4 separate regions of the Mus musculus genome follow, and all the other regions are linked to region 1. The links are chromatin contacts, called in public Hi-C and promoter capture Hi-C maps. All regions are on one chromosome and are shown on one strand. The core of a region is the stretch at or near the end of the contact, and the rest is flanking DNA. Distances in the headings are between cores, read along the strand shown.

Region 1 (5,949 bases), core at 1,211-3,710:
TTGGTTTCACTTTGTCCATGTGGTTAACAAGGCATAGCCATTTCCTGCAGAAAGAACTTGGCTGGGTACATTTTTCCTGGAGAGAGAGGTTTTGGTTTTAATTTTTTTTTTTTTTTTGACAGTCTCACTATATAGGCCAGGCTGGCCTCAAATGCACAATTTTTTTGCCTCCCAAGTGCAAGAATTAAAAACATGCCTCACCACACCCATCTTTAGCAGTGGAGCTGAAGTTTCATGGACCTTCAGTTCACAGAGCAGCTAAGGAGCTTCATGGGGAGTTAGTGAGAGAGCACTTGCTATAGTGTCTATCCTGCTGGCTCTGTTCATCATGTGCCCTCAGCATCTTTGTGGGGCGGCACCCACTAGGACTCCAGAATCCTACAGCCTTGCTAGCAGATTGAAAAAAAAAATCACTAAAGGAACGAAAAGGGGGGAAACGAGTGAGTGATCATGGTGATCTTGATAAACAGCGACACAGAAAAAGCAAAAGTGGGCCAGAGATAGAACTCAGTAGTAGAGGACTTACCTAGCATGTGAGAAGACCTGGGCTCAATCCCGATTAAGCCTGGCACCTCAAAAATATTGAGGGGTGGGGAGAGAATGAATACTAAGGAACAAAAGAGGATACTGTCAATCTAAAAAAAAATCAATATAAAAAAATCAATATAACCATATGTATAGGACTAGAACAAAATACATGAAAATAGTTATTATTTGGTCCATACATTTATAAATAATTATTGTTTTAGCTGCTGTTTTCCAAACCCTCCACAAAGGGAATGTGGTATTTGGGTCAATGGGGTTTCTGAGGGTAAAGGTGCTCTTGTGTAAGCCTGATGACCTGAGTTCTAGCTCCAAATTCCACACCAATGAACTGACTCCTGAAAACTGTTCTCACAGTGCCACGTATGTGCTCTGGCACACATGTACATGGAGGCACATGCACAGACACACAATAACTTTTTAAAAAGCACTCCGACACCTCTATACCTCTATACCTGCCCAAAAGGTTATAATAGATTTTCAGATTAAAGAATCACAATGATTAATTGTTGAGTTCTTATCAAATGTTGCTTCCTCTGTGAATCAGACTGTTGCCCCACTATGGGGCCTTAGAAGCCCCTGTCCAACATTCTTGTACTGCTCATCAACCATAGGGAATTGTTTACAATATCTTCAGAAACCTCGGCGCTCTTTGAAAGAAGAAACTGATTCCCCATCTCTGAATCAACAGGCTCTAGCACAAACTAAACATTCTAAGGCTCATGCCCCAGAAAACCAGTGAGTAGGAGTATTCTAAATTCGATCACATTTTCCCTGAGATTTCCTCCACAGCTGCGACGACCTGGGGAGGCCTGTGGGAAGATTTGGAAGGAAAAACTGCTTTTGAAGAGCCAGAACTGAGGTTTCAGAGACCCTGGAGAAAACAGAGCTGATCCAAGTTGGATTTTCCTGACCTCTGCCGAGACTGTCACGTGGTGGCGCATAGAGAATTCCCTAATTCTGTTTATCCCTTTGGAATCTCTCATCCTTTCTAGGACTTCCCCTGGGAACAGGGGAAACCCCAGTGCTAGGGACTGGGCTGTGTCACCAATAACTGCATTTAATCCCAAACCACAAATAATGTTAAGTATCAGGGAAGGGTGTGGTTGTCAGTTAGGATACACTTCAGTCGTCTCTAAATATCTTCCAGAAGTTTCTTCCAAAGAGCTTTTTAGAGCCAAGTAGAGTCAAGAAGGGGGCTCCGAAACAGATCTTAGTAATATTGGCCACAGCTGAAACTATCGACCAAGCAAAATCACAAACTGTACCAGGAAAGGTGAACCCTGTAACAAAGAAGCTCCTGAAGCTGACAAGCACTAGGACACGCCCTGATCCTCACCACTCAGTGGTGGCAAGGCTAGGCTGAAGCCCAGGGGCCTTGCTTCTGCACTCAACACAGGCGACCCCAAGACCAGGTCCTAGAGCAAGCTAGGTGTAGAAGCGTTCCTCCTGCTTATCTAGGAAATTATTCCTAACCCTGCAGGTTCTCGCAGAGGCTCTTGGCTCTGGTTCTGGCCATTGTGCCTCCCGAGACGGCTGGATTCTTATTTCTACACTCACCCACTTTCTAAAATCAAACCTGAGAGGAAGGGCACGGCCCTGGATGAGAATGCCCTGAAATACTAAGAGCATTCTTCCGCAGGGACGTTTACAATAGGGCTGTCCCTGGGGACGGGCAAAGTTAGTCTGTTGGCAGAGTGGGAAGGGTGTGTGTGTGCGTGTGTGTTGCCTTGTGTTTTGGAGAGAGAAGGAGAGAGAGAGAGAGAGAGAGAGAGAGAGAGAGAGAGAGAGAGAGAGAGAGAGAGAGAGAGAGAGAGCGCTGGTGGGGCGGGGTGGGGGGCAGGAAGGGAGGGATGGGTGGGGAGGGCAGATGCCTGCCCTCCAGGCTCCTCCCGCTCCGGGGCGCCTCCGCCCTCTGTACCCGCCTCGCGTACAAAGACGCGCGGTCTTCGGCACTAGCCTCATCGTGGTGTGCCCAGCTCTTCCAAGGACTGCTGCGCTTCGGGGCCCAGGTGAGTCCCGCACCTAATATCTGCCCTCTGGGAACCCCACACCCGCTTGCTTCGGCCTCCAGCCAGGCTTCGCGAGGAGCCGCGCCCCGCGAGCCTGGGTGGGGCCACCCCTCCAGCTCGCACACTGCTTCGGATGCCCCCAGACTCGCTGGGGCGGAGGCCAGTCTTGTCTGGAGCTACCCCATCCTGGCGTTGGAGCCGCTGTTCTGTTCTCCTTTTCGGCATGTGGTTCTTCATTCTCATCTTTTCTACTTTGCAACTAGTCTTAGAGTTAACTGGAGTTTAGCAGAACCTGCTTGCGCTCTGTCCTAGTTGGCAGTTCCATGAAGCTTCAGGCTACAGGCAGAGCTCAGGCTGTTTGAGCCGCTTTGGCCAGGGAGGACTGGAGGCTTGGCAGCTGGAGGATTCCCTTTCTGAAGGACCCTGCTCTGCTTGTTGCCTTAGCCTCAGTGCAAATTCCAGGTTGCTTCGGAAGGATCTTTAAAGTAGGACTTTCTGTCTCTCTACCAAGTGTTCCTCTAGCTACTCGGATTAAATAAAGGGAACCAGAGAGAGATGGAACGAGAGAGCAGGCTTGGTGAAGAATCTTCAGTCTGGGATTAATTTTCATGTGGTGCAGTGAGAGGGACGTACCTGCTTCACGGCCTGAGCTTGGCAACAGGAATGACTGACCTCTTTCCTAGCCCTGCCTGGGAGGACTCTGGAGAAATTGCTGAGTGGGTGGCAAGCAAAACAGAAATGTGACAGACCAGCAGAGCCCGGATCCACATTCTGAAATCCACAGGACCCACCTCCCTCATTTTCCTACCCCCACCCCCCACCCCAGGAAAGCCAGACACATTCTGCAGGGTGGGGCTAGCACAAAGGGTTCCTGGATTCTCCTAGTGATCTGTGGCCTGTGACTCAGCTGTGAGACCTTGGGTGTGGCCTAGCTGGTTGCTGATTCTCTGTGGATGGTTTGAACAGATCGCTCCCTGAAGGAAAAGAGGAACTGTGCCATCTTCCAGGGCATTTTCCAAGAGGAAATGAGTCACAACTAACTGGCCACCAACCTGCAGGAGGGGTTTCTTGTCTGAGCTGCCTGGAAGGGCAGTAATTAGACTGGCAGAACCATTCCAAGTCTGTCTCTCTCCCCCCCGCCCCCCCCATTCCCCAAGCTTCAGTTTCAGCTTCCAGGAGTGGATTTTTGCATGTTATACTTCAAATTAGGTAGAAACTCTCTGTCAGAGAGCTTGCCTTCGGTGTGTTTCAGCAAATTGCAAACGATAATGCCCGACGTTGGAGCAGGAAGGAGGAGTTCATATAACTCCCTGAAATTTCATTTACCTTAGTCCTCCTCCCATTGCCTATGCACTGTCACTGACAGTCTAAGAGTAGTGTTGTTTGTTTGTTTGTTTGTTTGTTTGTTTGTTTTTGGTCTGCTTGGCATAGAGCAGTTATTTGGGTTCCCCTAATTTCTGAGTGATGCTGTTCCCTGGCTTTTCCTAAATACAACATCAAATGGGCCGTTGTCCTCTTATGCCTGGCCTCTGGCCAGCCTCTGAGCAGTCACCCCAATGTGGTCAGGCCCTGGGCTGGGTGGGGCTGAGGCTGGATACCTCCCTGCTTTCTACTGACAGGAGAGAGAGAGAGAGAGAGAGAGAGAGAGAGAGAGAGAGAGAGTGTGTCATGGAGTCATGTCTCCCCACCTCCCAGCAAATACATAAGTATTTGATATGCCTTGGACACATTCCATTCATTTAAGCCTAGCTAAGAGAACAATAGGATTCTTTCAGAATTATGAAATAAATTAATGCTCACAGTGCTGGGGAAAGATGGGCTCTCAGGATTCACAACTTAGGAATCACACCTCAAAAGCAAAGGGAGTAACAGGCTTGGCAGTGTGAGGGTCTAGCTCTTCAGGACCACCACCCCTGGAGGGAGGCAGGGAGGGACTGATTGACTTTTAAAGACAACTTTCAACCCTTCAACTAAATAATTCTCACTTGTCCATGTAGCTGATGTTGTTGGTTGGGTTGCTGACTCATGACAACCCCTCATGGAAAAATGGATGCTCTTGGTTGAGCTAGAGTTCTTTCTTCCTATTGAATTGCATCTGGAGCTTCCTTTAGCAGACCATGTCTGTAGTATGCAAGTTTTAGTTGGTGAGAAAGTCTGAGCTAAAATCCATTGTTTTCATTTCATTCCTACCCCAAATATACTGTAAGGGTCAGATTCAAAAATGTCCTCTGGATTCAATTAAAAAAAAAAAAAAAGGATTGGTCTTCAAATTCTCCTAAACAAAAGAACAGAAACTCTACAAACGTTTTAAAATAATGGATGTTTGTGTTCACTGACACCCTAATTAATTCTGGGTGGCTTCAAGAAAATTAAGATATGGAAAAAATACAGATGAACAAAGTAAATCAGGCCTCCAGCTTCTGAGATTTGTAGCCTAGACCTGGGCATAGGTCCAGAACAGACATTTGGGATTGCTTAGGAAGAGGGATTCCCACCCTACGCCCCTCTCTTAAAGACCGACAGAAAATAAGAACATTGTTGGAATTGAACACCATAGGAAATGTGTGCAAAGTAGGTGTTTGCTGTAAAGGAAACAAAAACAGGAATTGTTTCCTTCAGAGGAAGAGACAGTTAAGACAGGTTGCTCAGGCTAACGTGAAGGGTGTAGGCGGACATCAGAATAAAAACGGTTCAGTAAAAGGTGAGTGGGTAAGGCCTGGGTCTTTCCTGCAGAGCTGGCCAAGCAGTGGCTGGTGTGATGAATGAAACCAAGAGAAACTGCAGAAGTGAGAAGCCTGTGGATCTGACCAGACCTGCTTAACAGGACACTTAGTTTATCCCTTTGTTTCTGGAATGTACTCTATACTCTGCCATTCCATTCAGAGGTGAACCCTGCTGAGGGCTCCACCCCCCCCCCCCCTTCCCAGAACTCATCCTTTAGCTGCTGTGCTCTGAGCTGTCAACTGCCTAAAGACAATTTCATCTGTATCTCCTCTACTTTGAGTCATTCATTTAACAAATGTCATCTAGTGGTCTCAACTAAAGCAGAATAATATGTGGTTCTTAACTAAGACAGTTCTGGAGGCGAGGCAGACAGGTGAACAGGTGTATCCGACTAAATATATCAGGTAGGTTTCCCCAACTCTCAGACCAGTGCCCTCATGATAACGTGTTACCCAATCAGAAGGGGAAGGCCCACCCCATCTGGAGTGAAGTTTGGGGGGGTGTTAGGTGGAGTAGAGATGCCAGATTCAAGTTCCTGAAAAGCTTTCATTCTAGTAACTGATTATAGAGCGTAGTGACCCCTATAATGCACGCAATGGGGGATTGGTTAGGACCACTCTGCCAGAGAAGGACAATATGATGCATTTGTTTATCCAGGAGAACAGCATTT
Region 2 (5,949 bases), core at 2,461-4,960, 1.4 Mb before region 1:
CCCACTACTGTCACATACCCTGTGAACTATCACCTAAGAAGTCCCAATACTAGGAATTTCTTTGGTATGCATCTTCTCCTCTGAATGGCTTTAGCACACATGTCAGCTGGGGAAATCTGGCTCTCATACTGTTGATCTGAGCTGTCCTCATGGCCTCCAGGCTTTGTGATCATGGATCGTGAAGCCTGGATCAGAGTTCTGTGAGCCAACATTGTGTGTAGGTTCCCATGACAGCTAGATGAAGGCTTTTCCAGCTGCTTGGCGTCTGCTTTCCTATCTTCAATCTTCAGCCTAGTATCCTTTCCATCCAGAGGCCTCCCCTGTAATCACTTGGCTCCTTTTCTATCTGATATGGTTGGACCATCCCTGCTCATTAGCCCTGCACTTCCTCTCTGGGTCTGGGTATCTGATTTTGGATCACAATGGGTGCCTCTAGTGTTAGTGAACAGAGACCTTTGCTGTACTTGAGACAAGCTAGAGATATAGCAGTGAGATTTGTCAGTTTAGTAGAAGTCTCAATAATAGGATTTTGGGGATCTTTTTGCAGGATTCATCTATGAATCAATTAGGCCCTGGAGATTAATGGAATACTTTCAGTGCAAAAATATGGGCGAGAAAAAAAAAAAAAAACTACTCAGCCAGTCAGTGGGGCAAAAGAACTTTAACTCAGGCATCTGGAGATGGTCAGGGAGTTGAGAGGCTCAGGGAAGTTGGGGAAAAGATGTTGGTGGAAGTGGCTGGCAGAAAAAGACAGCTATGGCTCTGCACAGGGATACTGACCTTTTGACTCATCATCTCTCCAGAAACTGGCAGAGTGCCTGGCATTCAGAAAATGACTGGATACGGCTTATGAGGATGAGAGATAATTGAAAACCTCCCTGAGTGTCACATGAACCTTTGCCATGCCAATAAGAGCTGTGGTCAGGATTCAGAGTGGCTGGGTTAGCATTCTGAATTACAGGGCCTTACGTACGGTCAAACATGGTCTTTACTAGGGGGCAGCAGAACTCCCTGAAGCTGTTGTGAGAATCTTGTTGAGAATGCACAAAACTCAGGATGTGGCCTATATCACCTGCATACTATTCTGCATTGCCCCCTTGAAACCTTTCCTCAAATTCTGTCTTATTTTATTAAATTGTGTCTTATCCTAAAAAAAAAAAAACTCTAAATTTGTGAGACCAGTATGATCTATGTGCCAGAGGATCCTCAGATGAGTTAAAGAAGTTAAACCTGTTCTCCAAATGACCTTCCATCTCCTTCCCTCAGGGTGACAGAGAGTGGGAGAAGGCAGGGGATGGGTAAGGAGTACCTGTTCTACTCTGAGGCCAGGCCTTGATACATCTTCCCTACAGGCCGGGTCAGGGCATTCATGAAGAAATGAGGATCTGGCCTTTGGCTCTTTCATGCCAGTGCAGCACCTCCTTGGACCTTATATACATGTTCACAGCTGTAGTTTGTCCTTAGTTGGGGGGAGGGCACCATAACAAAACCAGGTCACCTACTTTAACTTCACTGAAATCTGGCCAAATGACAGGACAAATAATTTTGGTCCTCACGTTTGATTAATCTCAAAGGCACCTTTATTTCTCTCTGCTATTTGTAGCTGTCCATGAGTTTATTTGGGGTAGCTCTTCCACACAATTTCTCTACTTCCCGTTTCAGTCCTTCCCTCTGGAAACCACACTAAACAGTGAGTAGACTATTGTGGAAAGAACCTGGACCTGAGGTTTTCAGCATGGGAAGGTGTCAGCTTTTGCTACATTTTCTAATATACGAAGTGTGTGCAAATGAGCCTGGAGAGGTTGTCTGGATGCTGGTCTATGCGATCTAAAAGAGGTCTTTCTGCTGATGTTTTGTGTATCTGTGAGATGGGTTTTCATTCTTTCTACAGACTTATTTCCAAAAGGAGAATATAATTCCCAAAAAGACAGCCGAGGTAAGGAAAAGACATACATCACATCAGAAATCAGCCTTAGAAAGAGCTTTATTATATATTTTACTTCCACCAAGGGGGAAAGGCAAGGAAGTTGGAGAGAAGCCAGCTCCTATCCCAGAAACACAAACTAAAGATGAATCATAGTATCCAAAGCCCTCTCACACCAAATGGTCCAAAGCAGATCATCTACAAAGCACAAAGACTGACAAAGATCTAAAGATCCCAACTTGTGTTTCTTATAGGCTGTTTGAATTATGTCTTTTAAAACATTTCATTTGAATTTTACAAAGCACAGACCACATTACAATGTTCAGCTATTTTTTTTTTTTTGGTTAGGATGCACAAACAAAATTAAACCATTTTTGATTTTGTAGCATCACCAATTTCTTCATACTCATTGTAGTGGTGATGCTCACCATAAAGCCATTAAATTCAGATTCTCTTGAGGCTTGAAAGAGATACTTGCACTCTGAAAGATGGACAAAGGCATCCTTGGCCATTATGTACCAGGGGCTAAGTGAGGTTTTGCCCCAGGAGAGTTGTGTTAGGCTTTGATGGTCTGCCTCAATAACCACAACATTCCCATACTCTTGACCGTCTGCCAGCTGCTGAGAACACTTATTCACAGAGGTTAATAAAATACAGAGAACTATCTTCAGAGGTACAGACCAAGTCCTGGAATACTGAGGAAGTCAGGAGACAAGACAGTATCTTACACAGAGATACCCACAGGAGAAGGTCACCGTAGGACTGGGGTTGTATTTTCTTCTGTTGGCCATCTTCTTGACTCCAGATGGCATTTGAGCAGCTACTTCCCCTTGCTCTGGGATGAACACTTCTCCTGTACCTTCTGTGGGAACTCCTCCACACATTTTGTTTGTGCTAGCTCCTGGCATGGCTCCGCACACTGAGGAAGGCACTGGTCTTGGCTTGGAGGTAGACATGGATCTTGGCCTTGTTGTGGGCAGTTTCCTTGGCTTAACTCCTGGCACTGAGAAACACATACTTCCTGAGCTTGTTGTGGACATTTATCTTGGCAGGGGTCCTGACATGAGGAGACACACACATCCTCAGCTTGTGCCTGGCACTTTTCTTGGGTCTTTTGAAGACATGGGGGTGGCACACATGGTTGCTTGCACTGTTGATCATTGAAAGACATTTCAGGTGATTTGAAGAGCCTGAAAACAAACAGAAAATTTGAGACATTTTACATTAAAACACCAAGGCTGGGACCTAGAAAGGAGTGCATGAGTGTGAAAGATTGCGAGTGGGATAGGGGGAGAAGATAATTAAATCCAAGTCTGATTTTTATTCCTTTTTTTAAAATCCCTATCATAGATTCCCTTGATACTTGTTTCCAAGATGAAGGTATTCTCCTATTCTCCTGTGCTTTTGTCCAGTCCTTCCACAAAATCTAATTACTAATTTTTAAAAACCATGTACAAAACACTAAGCAGAATAAATGAGATAGTTAAATGGATCAAGAAATGGCAATCTGTCTAAAAACAGTAGTAGAAAGTACAGTCTAGGATAGAAACAGAACAGTGGTGGCCTCTCAGAGATGGAACATCAGGGATTAAGGGAATGAATACCAGAGAGGAGGGAGGGAGGGAGAGAGGGGAGAAAGGAGGGAAAGAGAGGGGGGGAGAGAGAGGGAAGGAGAGAGAGAGAGAGAGAGAGAGAGAGAGAGAGAGAGAGAGAGAGAGAGAGAGAGAGAGAATGAGAAAGGAAATGCTTACCTGATCTTCAATGAGATTCAATGAAGGATGTGGACTGTGGAGTCTAGGATGGTGGGGACTTTTATACAGTGCTTGGTATAGCCTCCTGGAGGACTGACAGGCCACGTGGGCTAAAGTCGTAATTGTGGTGTCACCGTAACAAGCTTCGTTTGAAATCACGAATGGTTTGAGTCACTGCTGTGATGCCTGTTAATCAGCCTACATTTTGGCCTCTGGGTTCTCACCAGACCTCAGCAGGGAGGAGCTTCACACATGACTCTTTCATTAGAGGCAGCAGAAAAAGAATGTCCATAAAATGTTATCTGTCTGTTAAACCAGGGCTGAAGTCTCTTGTCTCCTCATACTGTTTCAGGATGTGGTAAGAGATAAGATCTACCATCCTCATCACATCTTTGCCAACAGGAAGAATCCATGCCTAAAGCCTGGAGTCTGTCTGAGTTATGAACTTGTATGGCTTATTTCATACATTTCCACTGGATATTCCTACATGAAGCATAAAACCCTTTCATACATTTTGTCTAGTTGATCTCAATTCATGGTTCTACACATTGAGGTAGACTCTGATCTTGGCTTGGAGGTAGGCATTCAGACCTGAGGTAAATGGCTTGCTCTGGGGTTCTAAGCGGAGGATCCACAGTGTCCTAGGCAGAATAAAGTTTTTTCCTGTATAAAAGTCCTGCTCTTTAGTCAGGTAATATAGTGAAGGGGAAAAGAGAAGAGACTGTCCTTATTTTCTCTACTTTGAGTTATTCTTCCTTTGAAAGGTAGAAATTTCCATGTGACCAAGGAAACAAGTTGGAACAAGGTGAGACTATCTCTTTGCCTCCTGGAGAATTTGTCAAGTTTAGGCCAATGAAAACTGGGAGTGGAAGGAAAAGTTTCAAAGCAATATATCCATTTTTTTCTATGTCCTGTCACTTTTACTTGAAGAGCCCGTCTTCTCTGGTCACAGCAGTATTCACACTACACTCAAGTATATCACCTTTCAAGAGTCACTGTAAACTAGAAAGAAATTTACTTATTTATGAAGCCCCATAATATTTATGTTTGTAATATATATGGCATTTAGTGGTGTGGTTAGAAATTCTTTTATATATATATTTTAATTAGGTATTTTCCTCATTTACATTTCAAATGCTATCCCAAAAGTCCCCCATACCCTCCCCCCCACTCCCCTACCCACCCACTCCCACTTTTTGGCCCTGGCGTTCCCCTGTACTGGGGCATATAAAGTTTGCATGTCCAATGGGCCTCTCTTTCCAGTGATGGCCGACAAGGCCATCTTTTGATACATATGCAGCTAGAGTCAAGAGCTCCAGGGTACTGGTTAGTTCATAATGTTGTTCCACCTATAGGGTTGCAGATCCCTTTAGCTTCTTGGGTACTTTCTCTAGCTTCTCCATTGGGGGCCCTGTGATCCATCCAATAGCTGACTGTGAGCAGTGGTTAGAAATTCTTATGCAAGATCATACTATTCTTGGTTGTAAGTTCTAAACCGTGAAAAACATCACATATATGATAACTGGAAGACAAGAGAAGATAAGTGGTTATTGATATGTACATACATCTATGAAGGAATACAGGGGTGGATATACAAAAACAGTGAGCAGAGGAGAATCTACTCAAAGGCTTCAGTCCCACCATAGAGCGTTTCTTTCTCTTCTGCTAAAACAATTCGTCTGAAAATTCATGTACAATATACAAGATAGAGTACATAGGCTTTTAAAAGTGATATAAGAAATGACAATTTGCTTTAACAACAACAACAAAAAAAAAAAATCCAAAGTACAATCTAAGAAGTAGAGCAGGCCCCCCAAAGACAGAGCAGTGAGGGAGGGGGTTAGGGCTATTTACCCTGAACTTCAACACAATTCAATGAACAGTGTGAACTTTGGAAGCCAGTAAGGTGAAAACTTTTAATAGAAAATACAACGTTAAATTATTTAACTAAATATTAATATTTAAGGGAAAATAGTATTCATGAGAGGAGTCTCTAGAGTCCCTAAATTTGTGCTGATTTTATCTGCTAATATTTCAGTAATATTAAATTAAATAGTAAGACTAAATTCAGTAACATCAAAAAATGATAATGCTCTGGGGCTAGAGAGATGGGTCAGTGGTCAGAGCACTGGCTACTCTTGCAGGAGACTGAGAGTCTGTTCCACCATCCCAAAGGCAGCTCACAACTGCCCATATCTCCAGTTTCCAGGGATTCCATGCCCTCTTCAATCTGCTTCAGGCACTGAGCACATGTAGTAGTCCATACACATACAT
Region 3 (5,949 bases), core at 2,525-5,024, 1.1 Mb after region 1:
GAGGTAGAGAGGGAGCAGGAGTTTAATGTTAGCTTAGGGTACAGGAGATCTTGTCTCAAAATGCCAAAAAATAAATACACACTATGTACAAGTATTCTTTCCATTATATTATTTATTTATTTAATATGTACGGCACATTTATGTATGTATACCACATACAAGCTTGGTGCCAATGGAGGCTTAAAAAGGGCACCTGATCTCCTGGAACTGAAATTGTGGATGGTTGTTAGCTACTATGTGGATGCAGAAAATCATACCAGGGTCTCTCTGTAACAGTACCTAGTGCCTAGAACGACTGGGCCATCTCTCTATCCCTCTAACATATATTCTTTCCATTTAAAAAGTCAAAGGGAGGGAGAAAATGAGGGAGCGAAGGAGAAGGCAGGCAGAGGTCACCCACGCAGACTCCATGTGGCCATGTGCTCCTTTATACACTGCCTCCACGGTCCCCCACTGGTGACATCTGGCTTTGCTCTGGAGCATGTCATCCTTCACTAGACAATCTTCTAACCCTGCCAATCAAGGACCCCTGCCCATTCCTACTTAAGGATAATCTCAGGGGACAATGGCCCCTTTCCCTGGAATCTCAGAAGGATGGCAAAATGACCTGAACTGGCCAGAATCATCCAGAAGCAGGGATCATCCACATTACTGTCCTGGACTGCCTCGGTTCGGACCTTTTAATTGAAGCTTTCCTTTAACTTCTAGGCCCTGATCTTTTCCTTCTAGTAAACTCCTCTTTAGCTAGCTAGGTTACTTTCTGCTGTTTACTTTAGCCAAAGGAAGGTAACAGGATTGTCTAATGGGTTTGAGATTTATTTGTACTTTATATGCCAATAACTTACCAATGTCACTTTTAAACAAATACTTTTGACATTAAAATACACTTTACAACCAGATAAGGTGGTTTGCACCTTTAATCCCATTAAACATACATACAGCTGACACAAAGCTTTTGTCAGAAAGACTATCCTCGCCATCGCTCTGGCATGTTAGTTATTATTTTTTTTAAATGCTATTTCTCCTCCACTAAGGTTTTTGTTTTGAAATAAAGTCTTCCTATGTAGTCATGGCTGGCCCGAAATTTACTATGTAGACCAGGCTAGCCTCAAACTCACAGAGATCCATCAACTTCTGCCCTCCAAGTTCTGGGATTAAAGGCTTTTACCACTATGCCCAGCTTTTCCACTATGTTTTTGTTTGTTTCTTAGTAACAGGAATAAAAACAGCTGATTACGGAAGAAAAAGGCACTCCCAATAAACAAAGATAGAGTTGGGGATGTAGCTCAGTTAGACAAATGCTTGTCTGGTGTGGCCAAAGACCTGGGTTCAACTCCCAGCACCACATAAATCAGTTGAATCGTTTCCTTGCTCACAGCTTTTGCACCCTCACTGAGCATGCTCAATGGTATGAGTACATGACTGACGACATGACAGGTTCCCAGGGACTGTCCAGAGCCATAAATTTTATTTACAGGTTGGCTCAGAGGAGAAGAATCCAGGACAAAGCCTGCCTCCTGACTGACTGATTGTTTACTCTCTGCCCTTCCTCATGAGCCCAGGAATGTCTCCAAGAGTAAACCAGGCAAGGGTTATTTCACTCCTGGCTTTATAATAAAATAAGTCTCTCTATCTCCCTCTTTTGTTTTTTTCCCAAGACATGGTTTCTCTGTGTAGCCTTGGCTGTCCTGGAACTCACTCTGTAGACCAGGCTGGCCTCAAACTCAGAAATCCACCTGCCTCTGCCTCCCAAGTGCTGGGATTAAAGGTGTGCGCCACCACCGCCCAGCCATAAAATAAGTCACAAGTCTAGTCTGTCTCCCCTCTGACATATTGCTATTTTCTACCTCTGCTTTCTGTCCCAACAAACAAGAAAGAAAAGCATCAAGGGACAGCAACGGGTGACATATCCTTCTCTGTACTGCCAGGATTGTGGTTTTAAAGATCCTTCTTCTATATGAGGTGGGTCTTTTTTCTACGTCTAAAAGAAGCTCATGGGTCTAGAGAGATGGCTCAGTGGTTAAGAGAACTGTCTGCTCTTCCAGAGGTTCTGAGTTCAATTCCCAGCAAACACATGGTGGCTTACAACCATATGTAATGGGATCTGACGCCTTCTTCTGATGTGTTTGAGGACAGCTACAGTGTATGCATAAAAATACAATAAATGATTCTTCTTCCTCTTTCTTTTTTTTTAAAGCCCATGACCCCTTTTATTCATTCCATGTTCTTTCCCTGACTCAACCATTCCAAAGCACCAAGAGCATGGAGCACTTGAGGCTGGGACAATAGGATATGACTAGTTGTTGGCTGGACTTTGGTTTTGTTTATCTGATTTGGTCAACCTCTCTTACCTGGGGTAGGCTGGGGGGTGGGCTGGGCTTTGGGCAATGTCAAAACTTGTAATGTGAAAGAAACCTCCATATTTCTAGGCAAAAATGTCGAAGGAGACAGTGAACAGACTTCAATGATCAGCTGTACTCTGAACTTCAAATGAGCACCCATTCTACAACAATTCTTTGAAGAGCCATAATCCAGCTGTAGCTGGGTTAGCTTTGCCTCAAGGACATGCTGAGACAGGCAGGCGCATAGGAATCAGATGGGGGGGGTGGGGGCGCAAACTCCCCATCACTTTGGCTCTCATTTCATTCTCCACAACAACTTGGAAATAAATTAATTAGCACAGATCTATGGAGTATTTGGATCCCCCAGCAACGACTAGAAACATGCAGCATCAAATTACAGGCCTTTCCCTCTGGAGAGAAAAAAAAATATGTGGTCAGTTGAGGGTGGCATAAAGGGAGTGAGGGAGTGAGGAGGGCATAAAGGGAGCAGGGCAGACTGGATTGCACTGGAGAATGCCCCCTCTCTCTCCCTAACCCACTCCAGGTGGGTTCAGTTCTCCACTGGAGTTCCGCAGCATCCCCTTATTCCCCTACAGGGACTTGGCATCTGGACATGAAAGCAAAACCAAGGAAGCTACTGGCTGGCTGAAAGGGGGTTGGGGACCAGAAAAGCAAGATTTAAAAAAAAAAAAAAAGGAGAAATCCAAAAGAGGTGACCGTCGAGCGGAGAGCTCCATAAATCCTCTGGGCGAAAGGTAGAATCTGGTACCAATTCCGTAGTTGTCTGAGACCTATCCCGCCCACTCATGCTCTCCCCTCTCTCCTAGGATTCGACCCTCTGCCCCCTTTCCTAGTAAAAGGATCGCCATCACAGAAGTCTTTGAAGGGGTTCTGAGGCCATCGGGAAACGCGAAAAGGCGTAACCCACCTGGGCCGGCGCAACGTCCGAAACAGCGCAGGGATCCGGTCCCTCGAGCGTCTTCCACGACCCAATCTAGCTGCCCACGAGACGCCTGAGTAACGCGCCCCATGCCCGAGCCGGGGCTACAGTGTCCGCGCCAAGGACAGGACCTCCCCAGCCCTGGAGCTGCCAGTGTTTCGTCCTGTGCTTCCCACTCCACAGTCCGCCACAGGGCAAAGGAAAAAGCCCACGGAGCGACGCGGGGCTGACCGCACTGAGCCCGGCGTCAGGTGAAATGGGCTACCTGAGCCTGAGGCACGCGAGCGGCGGAGCTGGAAAGCCACTGTGCCTGAGTGGGAAGGCGGGGTGAAGGTGACGACCTACCGCGGTCTGGCTCTCCGGGTGCACGTCCACCAAGGTACACCAGTTCCGCGTCCCGTTCATCTTCACGCGGAGGTCGTATGAGCTTCCTCAACTCCGAGGTCCCGGGGAAACTAGGCCGGCAGGCGGGTGCGCGCGCGGAACCGCCCCCTAGTATAGGCGCGTCGGGGGCGGGGCTGAAGATGGGCCACGCCCAGGGCGGTATTTATCAATGAGGTAGAGCGGAAGCGAGAGGTGGGCGGTGCCAAGAGGCTTCAGGACTCGCCTACCCGTGCTATGGACGATTTACGTAAAGGTGAGGCTTGGGAGTGAAGGTCGGGTGACCGCTTAGGAATTTTACTAAGGGTACGACAAGGTATCTTGTGGTATCTCATTGGTCTTTTTCCTTTCAGTTTTCCAGGTTCGGTGCGGGAAAGAATCGGTCTGGTCGTCTGAGTTGGGGCTTGCACAAGCTTCTGTGGTCTTTCCTGAAATGTAAGCCAGCCTGTAGGCTTTTTAGAGCTGAGTACATCTTTCCTCAGAGTTCTACCACACAGGTAGAAAGGCAGGCACCAAAGACCAGCTCACTCGGACTAGTCTAAGCCAGTCTGGCAGGTGCTTTTTCCTGGCAAGTAGCCCAGGTCGAAGTCAAAGCCAGCTAAGCTCTGGGTGGGGCTTGCTTTGCAGAAACTAGACTTATATGGTAGGGAGAGGCGGGACACATGACCTTAAAAGGAATTTGCACCCTAGAGAAAGAGTCTTAGTGGCACCAAAGGCAGTTGCTTCCCAAGCTTAGGCTGGGATCTTGAGGGCTGACCTCTGGTAGAAGGCTATCTCACTGTGTGATGGTCACAGGGACAGCAGGCGCGGTGTGTAAGGTCTAATCCGATTGAATAGGCAGTACCACTAGAGGTAGCAATTCGTTTTGGTGAACATCTAGGTCCTTAAAGTGTTAGGGTGGGTGTGGGGAAACGAGGTGGGCGGGGACTAGACTGGACTCTGAGTCACTTGCCAGTGATGAATGGATACAAAGCTCTGTCTATACCTGGAAGATAATCACTAGGGACATCAGTGACCAGAATAGGAGAAAAACTCAATTCTGGTCCTTTCTCTATCCTCAAAAAAGGCATTTGTGGTTCTTTGACTGGGAAAGCCCCCCCCCCCCCCACCAGGCTCGGTCATTTGAATACCTGGTTTCCAGTTGGAGGTACTAATTGGGGGATTGCGGAAATGTAGTTTCGCTGGACAACCAAGTCACTGGGGCAGGCTTTGAGAGTTCAAAGACTCCCACCATTCCTACTTTGCTCTCTGCTTCCTGCTTGTGGTTTGAGATCTCAGCTATCACCTTTCTACCATGATGGCGATGACCTCTTACCCCTCTGGAACTGTAGGCTCAAATACACACCTCTTTATTTAACCTGTCTTGACTGTTGTTTTCTATTACAGCAGCAGACAAGTAACTCATACAGCACTCTGTATAAGCTATTCCCAGAGCTTCTTAGGACAGGATGGTTCTACTACAAGTAGTCTGTTTCCTAGATGCCTGATCAGCCACAAGAGACCTCTAAAAAATGAGCTAAAGCCTCATTTTAATGTACAGTTTCAAGGACTCTTGGAATAGGATCTACTTGGCAGGGAAAGGTGCCTGTGGCCAAGCCTCCTGACCACTTGTGTTCAATCCCAGGATTCACACTGTGGAAAATGAGAAAAGATGTTCTATCTCAAAAGTTGTTTTCTGACCTCTACAAATGTAGTATTCACATGTGTACACACACACACACACACACACACACACACACACACACGTTAAAAAAAAGAGAGAAAAGAAAAAAAAACTTTTGGAGTAGGCCTTCAAATTAACCAGAAAAATGAAGACAAGAATTTCATATAGATATGCCATTTTTAATATTTAATTTAAAATTAAACCAAGGCTGGATTGGGAGAAAATATCTGATCTGCAGAATATCTTCTTTTAAATCATGATATAGAAGTCATTGATGAGACCAGAACTTACTTTGGAGATAAGAGGCAAACCATCCCCATTACCTTCACCCACAAGAGCTTGGCATGCCCCAAAACTCAAAGGAGGAATATATTCTCCATGACCCCTTCCCATCTCTACTGAGAGTCAGCTTCCAACCCCAGGCGAGGCTCTGAAACAGGGCCCACTTCTTGAGAAAAGCAAGGATCTGTTGGTTCCCACAGAAGCTGGGCACATCCGAGAAGCCATAAGGAGGCCACAGGGACTAGATGTTTGAACTTTAGAACCTGTATCAACAGTTGCCATGGTTCCCAGGTACAACCACCTTATGGTAGCATCCTCAGTCACAGAGGGCAAGGAAGATG
Region 4 (5,949 bases), core at 2,132-4,631, 1.0 Mb after region 1:
AGACTCTAAGAGCAACACAAAGAAATGGCTCCTCTTGCTGATGTTCAAGTCTAGATCCACTTAAATGTTACTATTCTTTCACACCTTTACCAGTTGTCCAAACAATGACAACATGACAACTGGAGTAAAAGCTGTCTGCACATAGGGAAAGGAGTTTAAAATAGGGAGAAATCTCAAACTTCAATTATCAAGGCCCAGACATCTACCTGCCTGTGACTTGGCACACAACGATAAAGCTATATACAGTAATAACCAACCTATCCCTAACTCAGATTCTATCACTTTTCATCAACATGAAAAGCTTTCCAGGGACAACTGAAAGATTAATTAAGAATTTGGGTAAGACAAATTGAAAAGCTCAGGCTGGGAACTGTAGCTGAGTGAGTAGAATGCTTGCCTAGCAAGCATGAAGCCCTAAATCCCTGGGTTCCATCCTCGGCACAACATAAGCCCAACAAAGTGGCACAGACCTGGAATCTTAGCACTCAGCAGGTGGAGGCAGGACAACCAGATGCTACATGCAGAGTCTGAGGCCAGCCCGGGCTACATGGGACTCTGCCTCATATATATAAATAAATCCCTAAAGTTAGTTGATTTTTTCTTCTCTTACTTGAAAAGTCTAAGGAAATGGGGGAGTTGGGGGAGGTATACAGAAGTCTCAGAAGTTATAAACTAGCTTAGAATTGTTAGTTACCTCTGTTACTTCTACAGTGGTACCAGAGTTTCAAAGAATTTTGAATTTTGAAAAAGAATTTTGAATCAGAATACAAAAAGCTCAAAGGAATCCCTGTCTTGAAAAACCAAAAAAAAAAAAAAAAAAAAAAGCTCAAAACCAATACCATGAAGATTTCTTTTTATCATCACCAACCTTCCAGGAACAACTGTCTAGGCAGTATTTCTTTTCCCCTGCCACCAAAAATTAGAAAAATTTCTCTCACCACCAAGGACAGTACCAAAAAATATTAGCTTCTACTTCCTAGGCTCCTAGTCTCTCATAAGGATTCACAGGATCCCTCAGCTCTTCTTTACATTGGCTAGTTTACAGCTGGGATTTCTGCTGGAGACTATAATAAGAGTAAAAAGTTTAAACACTCTTGGTAGATATTAGCTGTAGTTTCATCATTTTGGACCCTATACAGCAAATGACCTAGAACTTTAATACACTTATAACTGTATATATTTTAAAACTAAATATAAAGAGCTGAATCAAAGCTAATTTCCACAGGGAAAGCAAAATGACAATTCTAAAAGTTTCTATCAGAAGAAACCATCAGTCACAACTTTTGCGTTTTCTAGAAAATAAATACCAAGGGACCCAGTTAGAAGGCAAAGTCATTATTGTATTCAGTATCTTAATGCTACCCACAAAGACTAAAAATATACTACCCGAAAATATTAGAAAATAGTCTGTAATATAGCAATTTAAAACAAAACAAAACAAAAACCCCACAAGCATCTCTTTCCATAAAGGTCAGAAGAAATGTGCAAGCTCTCCACACACATGCATTAGTGAGCTACTCTTTCTTGAAGTGGAAAAGACGAGGAAACAGAGTAAGAGTAATGGGCACAAAAATGGGAGGGGGGGGAAAGGCCTGGAGGAAGGGGGCTCCTTTACAAGGACAGACTCCCAAGATTCTGTAAGTGCAGCTCTTACATGAATCTGTTTTACAAAATGAAGAGCAGGCAGCTGTGGAACTTACAATTAAAATGAAATATTTAAAAAGAAGAAAGACTTGTGTGAGTAAATCCCATCATGGAAGGAGAGGCTGCGTGTGGGGGGCGGGGAGGGGGGGGCGATACAATATAGATGCAGTAAGGAGAGATCCAGGATTGAAGGAGAATGGAGACAATGAGAGCACACAGCGCCAACAAGTCAACCAACAACCACTATACAAATTTAGGACAAAGTACAAAATCACAACCACAACACAGCTTAGGGCAGTGGAGGTCTGCGTTCAAACTGCCAAGACAACATCTCTGGAGCTTTAAGGGATGTGGTGGTGACAAGTGAGCCTGAACAAGTTCGATGAAGGAAGACTGCAGCAGAAGGTGGGTTGCAACAGCAGAAGGGGCCTTAAAAAGAGAAGGGAAAGCTACGTCGAGAAATTTAAAGTGTAGGATTGCAATAGCACAGAGCAGGAGGAAAACGGAGCGGGCAAAGACCTAAGTCGACTGCAGTCTGAGGGAAGCAGGAGCTAGGAGCACTATTAAACCGAACTCCAAGGTGTGAGGAGTGGTGCACGTGGGAAGTCGGGGAGCCAGAAAAGGCTGTACTCAAAAGCAATGTAGCCATGGAGAAGCTAGCCTGAAAATCAGGTTGCAACCCCTCCCCCAAAAACGCATGTGATAAGGTATACTCGAGATGGTGTGACTACAAAGAAGAAGAGGGGAGAAAAGGCCAAACGGTGGATGCAAAAATGTCGGTGTGCTTTTATCATAACGGGGAATAACTAAGGAAAGTGGGTGGAGGGTTAAGGTGGGGAGAAATGATGCCTCCAGAGGAAAATGAGCTGACCACAGGTCCTATCAGGTCTAGAGGGCAGAAGGGACAGTCCACAAGGTCTGAGGGGAGTGGCAGCGACCAGGAAACTATGATGCTAAAGATGAAAAGTTGGGGAGGACACAGTACTGGCTAGGTCGAAAGGAGACTCCCTCAGTAAGGGGCAGAAAGAGGCATGCTATAGAAGAAGGCAAACGGGTTGAGAGCAGCCAAAGGCATGGGAGCAGCAGGGAGAGCACAAACTGGAGACGCCAGGAAAGCAGGAGGCTCCAAGCCGGGCCGCGAAGGCCCGCGGGGGGCGAGGGTCGCGGCAGGCTCTCGAGCTAAGAGAGGTGCGGCCTGGGTGACAGGGTGCGGGGCCAGGACAGGCGAAGGATAGGAGGACGGGGCGTGGCGGCAGCGATACTCACACCTCCAGGATGCGGTCCCCTTTGCGCACCCCGGCCCGGTCGGCCGCCCCCCCGGGCAGCACGGCGCTCACATGCTGCAGCGGCGCGTACAGCTCCCCGTTGATGCTCCGCAGTTGCCCGCCCTCGCTCACTTGGCCCCGCACGTTGAAGCCGTAGCCGGATTCGGACTTGACAATGCGCACGACCCGCGGGCCGCCGCCTCCCCCGCCACCGTTCCCGGCGCAGTGGAGCCCAGACCCCCCGCCGCCGCCTCCATTCCGGTGCGGGGCTGAGGGGTGAATACCTTCCCCGTCCTCGTCCGCCATCTTGCGAGCAAGCGAGCGGTCCCCCGCCCCCCTACGCCTCCACTCCTCCGGCGCGCGCCCGCCCCCTCCGGCAGCCGCGCGACCCCGGCGCGCGCCCGCTCCGCCGACCGCTGGAGCTAGTGGGCCACCGCGCTGCGAGGGGGTGAGGAAAAGGGAGCAAGGCGGGAGAAGCAGACGGTTGGGCGCTGCAGGGCCTCCTGGGAGATGTAGTTCTGCAAATGGTGCATGACGCATCCGGGCTCAAAGCCTTCTGGGAGTTGTGGTTTATTGGGCTTTGGGCTCTGGTTAAGTTTCCTTGGTTGGATGATGAGAATCTTTTTTTGTTTTGTTTTTTCGAGACAGGGTTTCCCTTTGTAGCCCTTGCTGTCCTGAACTGGCTCTGTAAAGCAGGCCGACCTCAAACTCAGAGATCCACCTGCCTCTGCCTCCTGATTGCTGGGATTATGCCCGACCACTAGTTGGTGATTCATTGCAATCTTGAATCGGTTATTCATTTGTATATTCATGTTGGACAAAGCCCCAGCAATCAAGTGATACAACCAGATCGTGAATTCGGTTCCTTATTTCAAGTATTAGGATACGGAACTTTAGTGTTACCAAAGTCAAGCAGCAATTATGTAACAGCATTTAAAGCTCAGCTGTTTTTGCGCAACTTTCTTTTCCATGTTATTGCAACTTCACGGCTATATACAGACATACAAAAAAGCATGTGTGGAGGAAAACAACAGCTTCCATGATTTAGAACTGGATATTAAAGTGGTCAATAATTTTAATTTAGCAAGAGTTTTGAAGTTGCTTTTATCTTGTTTATTTCATTTCTTCCAATAGCACAAGAGAATTCTTAGAAAGCATGCAGTTGGTGTTTTTGGCGATCTGGCAGGATATAAACTTGATAGAGCTGGGTGCCTGGTGACAGCAAGTAATGACAGAAATAATGCACATAGCAATCTACGCCATCACTGCTCCACTTTGGTATTTGATTTCCCCCTACTGATAAGGTCACTAGTTAATCCATTCCTGTTTAGTAGATGTTGTAGAATACACAAGATTCCACAAAGCAAAGACAAAGGAAACAGTATCAGCCTCCTCAGGTATTCTCAGTTCTTCCCCACCAAGCACCATGTAGATAAAGAGCTCTGATGAGTGATGTTCCCCTAAGGTATCAGAGCCTAAGACACACAACTTGGAAAGGTTGCCATTCTGTACAAAGGAATACAGTAGACTTGCTCTTTGTCCTGAGGGGGACATTACTTCATCTCCCAAAGTGACATATTAACACAACCCCCCAACCGGAGAAATAACCTGGAGATAACGAGCCAGGAGTCTTCCTTCTTGGCATCCAGCAGAAGAAGAGGAGAAGCACCAAGAACTACCTTTCTCAACATGACTATGTACCAAGTCTTTACATCTAGAACTTATTAACGCTTTACAGCACTAGCCCAGTCCCTGCTTGGTAGATGAGGTTACACAAGTAAAAAATTATGAACCTAAAAGAAGCAGATAATTTATAAAAACAAACAAGCCCCTGAAAGAGTTTACTGGCCATGGAGAGTTTTTAAGATTACAAGGGACAGAAGAAGCAATAGGGGGATTAAGAGATTTTGAAACATACTGAATGGAGACACAAAGTCACTACAGTTAGAGCATACATATGAAGGTTAAAAAGAAAGGTTTGCATTATAAACAAAAGGAATAAAAGTAACCTTGTTTTACAACAAAGCTGATGAAGACTCTTGGTTAGTTCTGAAATACTGAAATAATAAAGATAGAATAAGTTTTGCTTCAACATAATGATGGAATCTGGTTTGGACTTGAATAATTTATTTTGAATTGAGTACTGGATGGAAAGAACTTGCTGCTAAAATAACTAGTTTTTTGGTTTTTGGTTTTTTTGGTTTTTCGAGTCAGGGTTTCTCTGTGTAGCCCTGGATGTCCTGGAACTCACTCTATAGACCAGGCTGACCTTGAACTCAGAAATCTGCCTGCCTCTGCCTCCTGAGTGCTGGGATTAAAGGCGTGCATCAACATGCCCAGATAGAACTAGTTATTTTTGCCAAGCCCACATCTTTAATCCCAGCACTCGGGACACAGAGGCCAGCCCATCTCTGTGAGTTGAGGCAAGCCAACCAGGAGCTACATGCTAACATTCTGTCTCAAAAAACAAACAAACAAACAACATTTGCCTTTATTTTTTATTAAAAAAATATACTGAAGGTGGGAGGGCTAGAGACATGGCTCAATGGTTAAGAGCACTGGCTGCTCTTCCAGGTGTCCTGAGTTCAATTCTCAGCAACCACATAGTGGCTCACAACCATCTACAATGGGTTCCGATGCCCTCTTCCATCATGCAGGCATACATGCAAATTGAGCACTCATATACATAAATTGTAATGTACTTACTCGTATATAAATACATATATACATAAACAAATATACATATAGATACACTGAATGAGGCTAAGGGTGTCAGCCAGTCAGTAGACCACTTGCCTAGCATGCAGGAAGCCCAGCTTAATCCCTAGTCGCATAAAAACAAGATGTGGTGATACACTCCCAGCACTCAGAACTTGGAGGCCCTAGGAAAAATCAGAAGTTCAAGGTCATCATCCTCAGCTATAGAGCAAGTTCAAGGGGATCCTGGGCTATAAGAGACCTTTTTTTAATATTTTTTTCAGCACACACGCACACACACATACATATGTGTGCACGCACACACACACACACACACACACAC

What was found. Promoter capture Hi-C pulls out the DNA fragments that hold promoters and counts their contacts. Hi-C and Micro-C count contacts between places; a contact is called where the count stands out from the background.
Region 2: a contact with region 1 is called in a Hi-C map of the N1E-115 cell line, with 4 times the contacts expected there. The contact joins the promoter of Prr9 here to the promoter of S100a10 in region 1. A contact is called at or near these places in 1 of 39 promoter capture datasets (hippocampal neurons) and 1 of 484 Hi-C or Micro-C datasets (the N1E-115 cell line).
Region 3: a promoter capture Hi-C map of pre-B cells shows a contact between it and region 1, with 5 times the contacts expected there. The contact joins the promoter of Tuft1 here to the promoter of S100a10 in region 1. A contact is called at or near these places in 1 of 39 promoter capture datasets (pre-B cells) and 1 of 115 datasets of contacts at active chromatin or transcription factors (extraembryonic endoderm stem cells).
Region 4: a contact with region 1 is called in a promoter capture Hi-C map of pre-B cells. The contact joins the promoter of Snx27 here to the promoter of S100a10 in region 1. A contact is called at or near these places in 2 of 39 promoter capture datasets (cranial neural crest and pre-B cells).

The regions. Positions count from the first base shown.
Region 1 is chr3:93,552,657-93,558,605 of GRCm38.p6, forward strand. It overlaps S100a10 (S100 calcium binding protein A10 (calpactin)), which reads left to right and starts at 2,461. Exons shown (of 3, transcript NM_009112.2): 1 at 2,461-2,555.
Region 2 is chr3:92,120,237-92,126,185 of GRCm38.p6, forward strand. It overlaps Prr9 (proline rich 9), which reads right to left and starts at 3,711. Exons shown (of 2, transcript NM_175424.3): 1 at 3,676-3,711; 2 at 1,968-3,114. The coding sequence starts at 3,095. The coding sequence ends at 2,745.
Region 3 is chr3:94,655,098-94,661,046 of GRCm38.p6, forward strand. It overlaps Tuft1 (tuftelin 1), which reads right to left and starts at 3,775. Exons shown (of 13, transcript NM_011656.3): 1 at 3,628-3,775. The coding sequence starts at 3,687. It also overlaps the pseudogene BC021767.
Region 4 is chr3:94,579,335-94,585,283 of GRCm38.p6, forward strand. Snx27 (sorting nexin family member 27) reads right to left here and starts at 3,382. Exons shown (of 12, transcript NM_001082484.2): 1 at 2,911-3,382. The coding sequence starts at 3,215.